Regions from separate parts of the Gossypium hirsutum genome. Here region 2 is linked to region 1. The links are chromatin contacts, called in public Hi-C maps. All regions are on one chromosome and are shown on one strand. Each heading gives the region's core, a stretch centred on a gene start, on an enhancer-like site or on the middle of the called end of the contact. The rest is flanking DNA. Distances are from core to core; before and after follow the strand shown.

What was found. A called contact is a pair of places that touch in the nucleus more often than the background predicts.
Region 2: a contact with region 1 is called in a Hi-C map of leaf, with 2.7 times the contacts expected there. The contact joins the promoter of LOC107897153 here to the promoter of LOC107926880 in region 1. A contact is called at or near these places in 6 of 34 Hi-C or Micro-C datasets (anther, leaf and petal).

Annotation. Positions count from the first base shown.
Region 1 is chrA08:95,283,027-95,289,166 of Gossypium_hirsutum_v2.1, forward strand. It overlaps LOC107926880 (Golgi apparatus membrane protein-like protein ECHIDNA), which reads right to left and starts at 4,776. Exons shown (of 5, transcript XM_041074582.1): 1 at 4,637-4,776; 2 at 4,456-4,512; 3 at 4,166-4,369; 4 at 3,762-3,888; 5 at 2,713-3,021. The coding sequence starts at 4,651. The coding sequence ends at 2,933. It overlaps LOC107926862 (transcription factor MYB78), which reads right to left and starts at 1,706. Exons shown (of 3, transcript XM_016857801.2): 1 at 1,413-1,706; 2 at 1,187-1,316; 3 at 317-1,079. The coding sequence starts at 1,572. The coding sequence ends at 566.
Region 2 is chrA08:95,683,678-95,690,204 of Gossypium_hirsutum_v2.1, forward strand. It overlaps LOC107897153, which reads left to right and starts at 4,995. Exons shown (of 8, transcript XM_016822503.2): 1 at 4,995-5,733. The coding sequence starts at 5,393.

The sequences.
Region 1 (6,140 bases), core at 3,526-6,025:
GATTATTCTATGATTTGGTCTGTTTTGATTAATACCAACTTATATTGGTGTATAACAACTCGTCTCGTACAAATATTAATAATTTAAATCAACTTTAACTTTTATTAAATTAAAACTAAAATGTAATTATTAAATTTATGTATGATTCAAGAATATAAATAATCATATATCAAAATACATCAGAGCGGTGATTAAAATTTTTGTCAAATATCCGTTTCATATGGATTCAAACAGCATTATTACCATCCTCTATCCCTAATATTGTATCAAAAAGACATGGTCCTAATTTTGCTTCGAATATTACCATCTTTTCTACTAAAAGAAAAAGCAACATTTTCCATTAGGTTGAATGCTCTAACAAGGAAAATGAAAGAACAAAATTGAGCAATTGAAATGGTATAGAAGCATATTGTAATGCTATAAATCTCTATCAACCAGATATTGTTGGGTGATTCATTTACATTACTTCAAATTTTGTGGTGTTCACTGTTAGATCTATAAGTAGCAAATTAATGGCGAAAATGTTTTAAGATATATAAAACTTTAATATTATACGTCACGTAAGCTAATTCAAATCATCGTCATCATAAAGCTGCTGTCTTAGGAACCAAATATTCTCTTCGTTCCACACACTCTCCATCGAATCTCCACCGTCCGTCGCCTCAATTTCAACCCCACCCCATGTTCCCGCTATTGTATTTCCTGAACCCGACCCGTTTTGTAAGCTATTCGGGTATTTTGAATTTGTCAGGTCTGAAACGGAAGAGACTTGGGCGTCCAGGGAATCTGATGAAGTGCCTGATAACTCGGGCAAGAGACTCGGGTCAACTCGGACCGAACCGATCGTATCTGCGTAGGTAGTGGTGGTGGAGGAGGATTGTTGAGCCGAGTGGGATCCAGATGAAGCGCAGATTTGTTCGACCAGACGAGGGATCCAAACGTACCGCATGGCGTCCCTGAATTGCTTGCTGTTAACGTCGCATTTAAGCTGTTTCGCCTGTTTTTGGACTCTGGTTCTCCAATAGTTCTTTATCTCATTGTCTGTCCTTCCAGGCAAATGTTGTGCAATTTTAGACCATCTTCATGATCAAAACCAGATCCAAGTTAGCACAAAAAACCCATTCATATATGAAAATTTAAGGAATGATGAAAGCAAAATTGAGGTTTTTAAGTAAAAAACACAAACCTGTTGCCCCATCGAGAATGGAGTTGAAGAATCAATAGCTGTTCTTGGAGACTAATGTTCCCACGTCTCACTTCCGGTCTCAAATAGTTCAGCCATCTTAATCTACAGCTTTTGCCGGTTCTTTTCAATCCTGGACCAATTCATTTCGTTTCGTTTTCAGTATCACAAAAAAGAAATCATGTGCAGAAGAGATGCATAGAAGGCTTAAAATTCTTGGGTTTTATACCTGATAAGCGAGCAACTGAGTTCCAGCGACCTTCGCCATGGATATTAACATAAGCTTTAAGCGTGAAGTCTTCTTCTTCAGTCCATGGACCTTTCTTTACGTCCATATCTTCTTCACTTTGTGGGGTTTCAGATATGAAACCAGTCTCGTAAACATCCATTTCTGAGCTGAAAAGAAACGGGCTTTGTTTTTTTTCCGATGAAGAAACCAAAAAGGATAGAGAGGGATTTGATTCGTGACTTTGGGTTGATTCGAGCAAAGGGGATTCATTTATATAGGGGGAGTTTGGACTGACTACCAAAAAGTAAACAATGATTTTTTTTTTTGATGAAGAAGAGAAAACAGGGGCATGTGTGTGTGATGAAAAAGTAGAAATAGCAACGACCCATTTGTGAATTTTCTATTTGGGTTTTGACTGTCTGACTTTTCCATGTCTTATGTATTGGTCTCGTACACGCACAATTGGACAAAATGTTTGAATATGAACTATGAAGACCAAACACTATTCTACGAGGATAAAAAGGTTAGTTTCTTTTTTTTCAAAACGAGGACAAGTTGTGTGTTGTTTTATTATTACATAGATCCAATATTTTCAACGTGTTCTGCTGTGGTTGCAACATGTGAAGATGATGAAAATAGTCAATGCTTGGATCAAAATTTTTACTATTTGTGACCGACCATGTAATGCTATTTCTCCTCCTCCTTTGTGTCTAAAACTAGAAGTAGATCTTCTCTTTCTTGTGGGGTTTTAAACTACCATTTCATCAACAGTTAAAAGAGCATATGGCGCTGATAAGATAAAACCCATTTTAAGATTTTATTATGTTTAAACGCATGACCTTAGATTCATGCGCAATCAGGATACCATTTGAATTATGTGGTATTCTGGTTGCCCTTCAATATTTAACCATCATCAATTCAAACTACTTTTCATGCACTCTTATTTTTAACTAGTTATGAATTTCCACTACATGTCAAGGGGTGATTCTCACTCGTCAACAATTTAGAGGTATTTTTAGAAAATTTTTTAAGAGTCAAGGGACATATTTTTAATTGTGTTGTTAGGTTTTAGATTCAAGAAAAAGAAAGAGAGTTTGGTGAGCAGAGGAAAGTCAATTTGGTAGCTGTTGCAGATTGTGACTCATTGATGTAATTTTCATTCTTTTTCTGCAAATGGTGTGCTGACAGAAATTGTTTTGGTTTAGAATATAGAATTATGTGAAGAAACCCAATTTAGCAATCAATGTAGTGAGGAAGTTTGGTGTGATTAAAAGATATAATCCCCACCAAGTCAATCAAATTTCTCTTTCAACTACATGTATCTGTTATTCTGATTTTCGTTACAAAATTTATTACAATAAGTTTAGGAGAATACATATTTCTAATTCCTTTTCTTTTCTTTTTTTCATTCTACGATTAAAAACAAAATTACATAATGAATTCATTGTTTTTCAGTACCTAGAAGTTAAAGAAAGCTGGGCAATAAAATTTTGATAAAATCTGTTTGCAGCTCAGACAACTTACACCAAGCTAAATGCTGACTGTAGTGTAGATGAAAAACGAGAAGCAATGGTCCTAGAGGCAAACGCCTGAATCTTGTTCTTGGCATCTGAATTTATTATAAAGAGGAAAAAAGAAAATCTTGTAAGATAATAGAAATGATATAAACTGTATCTGAGAATTGGCTTCACAGGTTCAGGTTAGATTAAGGTTAAGGGATTAAAGATCCCACCAATCCACTCAAAGGTAAATTTGTGTGGATTTCAAGTTAATTAGCATGAAGTCTAAGGTTCGATAACTATATTTGAAAACCCTTCTTCCTTCCGATCCCATTTTGTATAAAAAAAAAATCAGCTCACCTTCAATCCAAATGAACAAATAAGCCAATAAAATCCAACTTTAACCAAACCCATGGTTTAAGGTGATCTTAGTATCATTTTCTCTGTTTTAGGCTTGCATTTCTATTTACAAGTTTGCTCCAAGCCTGTGTAGTATAAGATCTAAAGTTTGAACGGGCCGATGAAGCCACAGTTAGAGTGGAAAAGTTGTTGTTCTTTGGCATCATAGACCTGGGTTCGAGTCTTGGGTCACCTGTGCGCTCCTCTCCTTGGTTTGTAATGATCAAATCAAACAATAACACAAATGGTTGGATGGCATGTTGTAGGTTATTTCATTAACAAAAAACTGACTAGATAGGCTTCAAGAGCCTTTCAAAATCCACCTAAACCAAGCTAATGACATGGACTGCCACGGTGTGTGATCTAAAACTATCACCCTTTAGCTTGTTTTTCTACACGATTTATCGTTCTACAAGGATTACTATAAATCTGAAACGGCGGAATCTCATACCTTTACGACATTTGGTGAATCCGATGATGTTGGCAATGGCAAGGCTCAAACAAACTCCCACAACTAGGAGATAATCAACTTCAAGTCTTACCAATGAAAATATCCCAAAGATGGTCCAAGCAATTGCCTGAATAGAAAAAAAAAAGGACAAGAGAAAGTATTAAATGTTAAAACTTGAAAGCATATTAGAGTGAAAGCGTTGCAAATTCATCAGCAAGTCACTTCCAATCCATTGTCGCAATAATTACTTACATTAAGATACAATGTCCACCAAAATAACCAAGAATCCTTTTGGTTAATACGAGCTAAGGACTGCATGGGGGGGGGGAGGGGGTAAAAAATAATGTCAAACAATGGAATTTGCAAATGAAGAGATAGGGGTAACCAAAATGTAAAGGACAAACCTCGTGGTCAAGGCACTCAAATCTCCATATGCTCTCACCTTGCTCATTTATTTCATTCCACCACCTAAGCCCTACCAATATACGGCCGCTAACATTCTTGACCACCCAAAAATCAAGTGCAGCAAGCACGACGGTGATCACAAAGATGATAACAAAACTATCCGCAAACAGCGTTGAAAGCATGTAAAATGCCAAAGCCGAGGCCTGTCCGAAAAGACACTATACATCAACCAGGGGGAAATGAAATCATGCAATTCTCAAAAACAGCACAAAATTATCACAGCAATCACCTTGAAGAGGACGTGAAAGAAGCATGTTTTGGGATTGGCATAGTTTTCTTCTTCGGGCTGTGATGTAATAGATGAAAAACATATACGTAAATAACAAGAAACCCGAATCTAAAATGTTATGATCTGAGAAATTAGATGGCATGAAAGTCTTTATAAGTTTGGGTTTAGGGGGGAATTTTACCTGGCTTAGATCCATGAATGAGATGAATATTCAAATGTAAACTATAATAGTCCTTTTCTTTTGTATGGATTAAAGACGAATTCAGAGATTGTGATAGAACAAGTTTGTAGGGAAGGGGGGTGGGTCTGTGCTTTGGCTCATTTCGCTCCTATAAAATTTCCCTCGTTCTCGCACGAAACGTTGTTTATTTTTCAACAAAATGGACCTTATTTTTATTTTATTTTTTGGGGGTGGGGGGGCATGGGGGTTTGAGACAGTCACGTTGTTCATTGGACTGAGTCGAGTAGCGATTTAGATAGCGAATTTGGTTCTAAATTGGGTCTAACTTTTTGACACCAGATAAATGCAGGCCTGCCTATATTCCGTAGGGATGGGGCTTTTACTAATCAGCTTTGCATTAAATTATACAGAGTTCAGTTCAGGTATAAATCGAATCATAATCATAACAGTTTAACTTATAATTTGGGGCTTATTTTTCTTTCGGCAAATAACTTAATTATTTTGTGGTTGAGATCTTGGGGTTTAATAATAATAGATGTTAAGTTAAAAATTTTAGTATTTGTGAGTTTGGTCGATATTTATGTTATTTTGTCATATTGATATTTCGGTCCATATTTATTTTATTGAATTTTCGATTTGAGTTTTATAATTGAATTTGGGTTCTATTATTTGTAAATATTTGTATGATACAATTAGTGTAATTGGTGCACTTCAAATACTTCTCACCAATTTTTATAAGTAGCATTCTAAAAGTCACCTAATAATTTGAGATTGAGTGTATTTTTTATAATTACACATGTACGACATGTTTGAGTAATCATTATAATTAGTGGATCTCACAAAATTAAGTGCAATTGGAGCACCCTAATTACATTATACAATTTTTAGGAGTAGGTTGGTATGGTAAGTAATAATGTGCCCAATTAACATATTTATTGTGCTTAATTTTGATAAATTCTTAAATGAGATGCTACTAATTTTGGGTTTATTATTTAATTTTCGATCAGTGCAAAAGCAAACCTAAAAATTCAATTTGGTTGTCGTAAAAGTTTTGGATAAAAATAAATTGATAGATAATGATTTATTTTGAAAACTTTTATTTTAAGATTTATTTGTAAAAAAACATACTTCTAATTTTTCATTAGAACAATATTTTGATTTTTTAGTATTTTATCTTTAGAATAATTTTTTGATTTTTTAGGATTTTATTATTTTATCTTTAATATTAGATATAAGTAAAGAATTCAAATAGGATTAAGTACATATAATATAAATTTACTATCTTGATGTGAATGAAACATATGAAGATAGTTGGTTAAGGTAGTTATCTAGTTGTTAGACTAAATTGTTATTTATGGTATGTAAGCATGGCTACATCAAATAGCCAATGTGTGTTCATTTGTTCATCAAGTTCTTGAATCAAAAATCAAGTCTTTCTTCTTTATTGTTGTAGTAGGTTCAATATTTTTCAAAGCATGACATGATAAAACTTGGTGAAATTTTT
Region 2 (6,527 bases), core at 3,745-6,244, 400 kb after region 1:
TGGAGTCATCTCTGAAACAGATTTCCATCAATATTGAAGACCTCCTTTTAATTTCTTTTGAAGTTTTTATGAGTTTCTTTATTTCTTGTGGTTTTTCTGACTTTGAGACATTTTTATTTAGGATTATAAACTAATCCCCTAGATACCTAGGGAAGATGAAACCTATGATGAATTCTATTATTTCATTTCTGTTTTAGCGATAAATACTTGATTCTTGTTCTCAATTATGTGTGCTAATATCTTGTTTTAATATTTCTGGGATATTAATTCATGTTTAATGTGCTTAATCAAAGGAGAAAAAGTCCCTGTTTAAGAATAGATCTGGCATAGTTACGTGGAGTTGCATGCAATCCTAGAATAGGATGACATAAATATACCGAATTAGAGTCAAATCTAATAGGGGAATTCATAGATCAAGTTAATGTGATAATAAGGGTTTTAATTAGAAAGGGATTTCAATTAATCAACCTAGAGTCAGTGGCTCTTACTCTTAAAAGAGATATTAGCATAATTTAGAGATTTCTACGGATCAAGTTACCAAGTGAATAAATCGTTTAATTCAGATTCATAATAATAGATGAAGTCTAAGTGAATTCTTTCCTAGGTATTGTTTCTCTTATTGGTTATTGTTCGGTTATTTTCCTAATTTATTTTATGTTGAGTTCTTAGTTAAATTAGTTTAGTAATTTTAGTTTAAAACCTATCACTCCAAATTAATGGCTAAATAATAGAAAAACTGTAATTACTAATACTTTTAGTCATCATGGATAGGATATCTCTACTCACCATAGCAATACTATTTATTGATAGGTGCACTTGCCTTTATCGTATTTTTAGTTAGTCATGTGAAACACATTAGTTGATATGTCATGATATTGTGTAATAGATTCTTTTGTCTAAGGAAATTTTGAATGATGCTTAATGAATTCTATTCTTTGTGAGTTAAAATGTTTAGTTCAATTAGTTACATTGCACAATAGAATAGAGGTAGTCAAATTTTATGAAAAATTTTCAATTTTTGACCAAATGATGAATAAGTATGTAGAGAAATGTGTAAATGCATGTATTAAAATTTAACATTATTTTCATGGAAAAAAGTAGAAGAATGCTTTGGTTTTGTATTCATTGAGATGTTAAGCAAGGACCTAAGACATTGTTTGTTTAGCTAAGAGTCTAAATGATTAACCTATATGCTATACATATCCCTAGTACCCTAATTTTGAGCCTTGATCGACCTTTTTTTGATGAACCTACATTTTTGAAACCTTGAGCCTAAACTGAGTTAAGAACACAACCCTTCTTAGTTCTTACTCTTAAAATGCACTATAGAATGAATATCATGCCATAGAAATTGAAGTTTAGGTAAAAACAACTTAGTGGTTTTAAAAATGAATTTGAGTGAAAAGTGAAGAGATGGTTCGATACGTATATAGATTGTTACAAAAATATGCTTAGAATGAAAACTGTGAGTGAAAAAAATCATTATGAGAGTCAAAATCAAAGCGAGTGAATAAAAAACACAGATAAAGATAAAAGCATTATGAGTGAAAAGAGCAAAAATTTTAGAATGTGCTTAAAATGAGAAATCAATTCAAGAGCTTAAAATGAACTTTTTAATTGTCATAATGCATAAGTGCTCTATAAGTTGTATGTACTCACTAATATCGAACCATATCTTCCACATTGTTAAAGAGAAAAGGAATCTGAGAGAAAGAGAAATAAGATGGTGAGCTTAACAATCACATATGGGGAAATAGGAACAATGCCATGTGTTATATTTTTCTTATTACTTGAATCATTTTGAGCTGAGCTTGTTCTTTGAATAGATACCAACCTAAGTCTCAGAAAGTTACAAGCCAAAAAGCCCTATACGTCCTTAATGTCCTTCTGTATAAAACCAAAACTTGTAGAGCTGAATGAGAAATGAATAGTTTAAATTCCTTCGTGTATAGATACATCATATCTGTATGACTTATTTTATGGAATAATGTGAATAATGTTGCTTTTTGGGGGATTACCTCTATGTTTATTTACTCTATAAGTTTGTGAACTAAAGTAATTTATTCCTAAAGTTGTGAATTTATAATGCATCATTCTTAGATTGTATGGTAGAAGGATTGGCTACAATGCACATACCTATCAATTGGTTGTCAAATCTCTCCATTGTTCAAGAGTTGTCTATTTTGCATGTGCTAGTCTTGTAAGTGTTTGCTTGAGGACAAGTAAAGACTTAACTGTGAGGAAGTTTGCTGGCGTAATTTGATACGTCAAATTAGGCTCTCCATAACACTCGAGGAGCTTATTCTCAAGCAATTTATGAGTCTTTAGTGTTTATCATTAATAATCATTATTGTTTTGTTTTATTCCTTTTTAGACCCAAATTCGTAAAATAGTGTCATAGAAAACCTAATGATGTGTTCGAGTTGGTGTAAAGAGAGACAATAAGGGCCCGACCTTGAGGAAAACAATATTCAACATGGGTGTCATGACATTCATGTTATGGAGTCGTGACACCGAGTCTTTTACCTTGAGGATGCAAAACTTCAACAAGAAATCAACCTGGGTGCGGACTGTTGATTGAGTCGCAACAATGAGGGTGTGGCAACGCGACATCAAGCCCAAAGTCATGACACCAAGCTTCCAAGTCGCGATATCATAAGGTTGTTGAAGTGGAAAAATCGTGGGCACCAATAGAGATGTCGCGACACCAGCTAGTGGATGTTGTGACATCGAAAACCCCCAGAGCCACACTTGTGCCATTGTCGAGGGTGTCACAACATTAAAGCCTGGATGTCGCGACACATTCCTGACAAGGTGAAAATTGTTGCAAGGGTAATATTTTGTCCAACACAAACCCCAGTCAACTCACATTTTAAGGGTAATTTTGTCAAAGTTAAGGTTGAATTTCTTAGCTGTTTAAAGACTTTTTTTTCTATTAACTAGAGGAGTCAACTTTTCTTTCATCTATTTAGCTTAGTTGTTAGTTTCTTCTCCGTTTTTAGGTTTAGGTAATTTACTTTTTTTTTAATTTAATTGGTGTAATTAGTAGTTTAGTTAGTTTTTACTATAGCCTTTTCATTTCCTTTACAATTCAACACTTAAACAAACTTTGTATTTGATTTTACTTGAAATCCTTCAATATATTTTCAGTTGCATTTATTTTTCAAAGCATAAAAAGCTTGAACTTAATTGTGTTTCCACCTCCATTGTTATTGTCATCTTTATAATTGACCTTAATAATTAATATAATTTTATGTTATTATTTAAAATAAAAATAAATGATAATTCTTTCTTTTTTCTGAAAATGTATTGATAAGCATTGCATACTCATATTAAAAATTTATTAATAGAAAAAGTAATTAATAATATTTTTTATATTAAATTATAAAGTGACATTAATTTAATAAAAAAATTTAATATTGTAATTATATATATTAAATATATAAAATTATTAATTATTAAAATCTATAAAATTAAACTTTAATGATAATATAATAATATATAATATAACTATTACTGAAACCGATTACCTAACCTGATATATTAAATTTGTATATTACTAATACATAAAATAATAATATATATATAACTATTACTAAAAATATTAATACATATGATTAGTATTAATACATAAAATGGTAAAATGATATTGTAATGTTTAGTCATCGATGCATATATATAAACTATAAATATATGATATGATATGATATGATATAGCTTTATATAATATAGTTGGAGGGCCAACTTTCAAATGTATGAAAAGTATAGAGACTTAGAGTATATTTCAACAAGAATAATAATAAACAATAAGTAATATATAATGTACTACTATAATATATAACTATTATTATAATATAGATTATAATAAAAAATATAGTATTGCATGATATTATAATGTTTAATCACTTATGCATATATATAAACTATTAATGTATTACACACTATTTGATATGATATAGCATATATAATATAGTAAGAGAGTTAACTTTCAAATGTAGGAAAAGTATAAGGACTTAGAACATATTCTAACCAATATAATAATCAACAATAATATATGATAATAACTAATATATTATGTACTACTCTAGTATGTGATATAGTATTATATAATGAAATAATATATTTTATAAGTATTAATATATATATTTATAACTATTATTATATTATAGATTATAATAAAATATATAACATCAATAGTTATATGTAATTTAGTATATTAAAATACATGTTTATAATTACAACTAGCAATACATCAAATATTATTAAAATTTTAATATAATAATAAAATATTATTTTTATTAAATTAGATATTGAATTGGACATTAACTTTTACAAATTGTATTTGGGTATTTTGGACTTGAGATTTGGGCTACAATTTTTTTTTTTTTGAGTTTTGACAATAATGAATATATTATTTGGGTTTGGGCTTACTATACTATATTTTTGTTTTGAAATAAATATTTTAGAATATGAGTATTAGGTAAATTTAATAAGAAAGATAAAAAAAATACTCAATTGTCAATATAATATAATCATGAACAATAAATATATTTTTATTAATTCATATAATATCATAGAATAATCAATTTTACAAGCACTTTAATTATTTTATACAAAATAATTTTATTAAATATATCTAATTTATGTTTTTTATAAAGTAAATTTGAATTATAATGTCATAGTAGTAAAATGAATTACTACATTCGAAATTAAAATATTTATAATTTATAAAATTTAAAATTATTTGAACCCATCAAAACCATCCAACTTAATATGAGTTTGAATCAAAAAAAATTAAAGTTCGAAAGAACCCGAGTCCGGATTGATCCAAATACAAAAAAATTTAAATAAAAAATAAACTCAATCTAAACCTACTCGTTTGCAAAATGCATCAAATATTTTTTTCAAAAAGAAAATCAGGCAACTCAATTGATTATCAACTTTTATATATATATATATATTCATTTGATTAAGTTTATGTTGAACATAACTAATGAACCTTAGAGACTAGAAATAAAGGCATTTTAATTCATGCTACAAGGTTAGCAGCTGAAGTAATTTATTCCAAACTTTCAACCTAATCTTGCTTAAAATATTAATCTGCAGCAAGCAGACTCCCCCTTGTCAAATTCAACAACTGTCCATCATATTTTAAAAACATTTTTGTGGTAAACATGTTTCCAAGACTAAAACCAGACAGTCAAAACTACCATTCTCCTACCAAAACCCGACAGCTAAATCTCCGCCTAAATCACTAAACAAATTTTCTACTCTCCCACATCTTTATTTACACCGATGAAAGTCACTACATACCCTTCTTCCTCGAAGCTTTAACATTTTTTCTTTTGCAGCAGCCACGGGTCCAAAACACCCTCGGCTTGGGGTCTGGACCATGGCGCTAGTAGTCTATTGGTACGATTGCGTTTGTTTCGGCATTGTGGCGGCTGCCTTCCTTGGGTCTTTATGGGTTTTATGGAGAAAAGAAGCTGCATCTAGATGCGAGGACGACAGCGTATACGAGAGTCTGCTAGCGGCTCAACAGGATGCCGATGGGTTCGTACATGCCACACCCACCGCTCACGTTGGCTCCAACCAGCTATGGACCAGTTGTTGGAAAGGGGTGCACCCTGGATGGCTAGTGTTGACTCGTTTTGTTTCGTTTGCAGTGTTGGCCGGATTCTTGTCGTGGGACATAGTCGAATGGGATGCTTCGATCTTCGTTTACTACACCGAGTAAGTATATGCCTCCGGGCTCCATGTTTATAAATATGTGTTTCTTACAGTTCAATTTCATGGGCCAGATAATCTGAAACAACCAAACTGGGCCTATAAAATTCTAAGGTTACCAAGTCAACTTCCGTAACTTACAACTACCTCCTATCATTGTTGTCTTTGACCACCAAAAGAGCATACAATCTTCCTTGCCTGAGACAGATCTGGGAAAACCCCGATCATTTTTATCATATTCCCAACTTATTTACCCGTCCCAAATCTTCCTCTCCTTAGTTCGAAATGTCGGATTCGAACGATGAAGGCTTGGGGTACTGGCTCAGGTGGCAAGTACCAGTGTGTGCATTAATCATCGTTGCCCCATCTGTATTAGCTTCATATATCATCAATAAAGTTAAAACAGACCCGTTATTTTTCAATCATTTTTGGAAGCCACAGTGGAGAAACTTAAATCCCTGTTGGCTTCTATGTTATAGAGCTTTTGCTTTTATATGCACGGCTCGGATACTGTGTGAGGTTATTGCCTCTGAGGGAGGAGCTTTTGCTTTCTATTTCTACACTCAGTAAGATCATCTCCAAACTTGCCTTGTTGTTTTTGCTTTTCCATACTTTAATCTAAGAACACTAAATGGTCACATATTTGCTTCTTCTTCTTCTTCTTCTTCTTCTTCTTCTTCTTATTTTTTTACATTAACGCTTTGAAGAGTTTTCCTTCATTCTTAAGTTGTACATTTTTTACCAACAAGGTTTTTACTATTTTTCTTTTTTTTTTTCTGAGAATGTAAAATACTAAAATT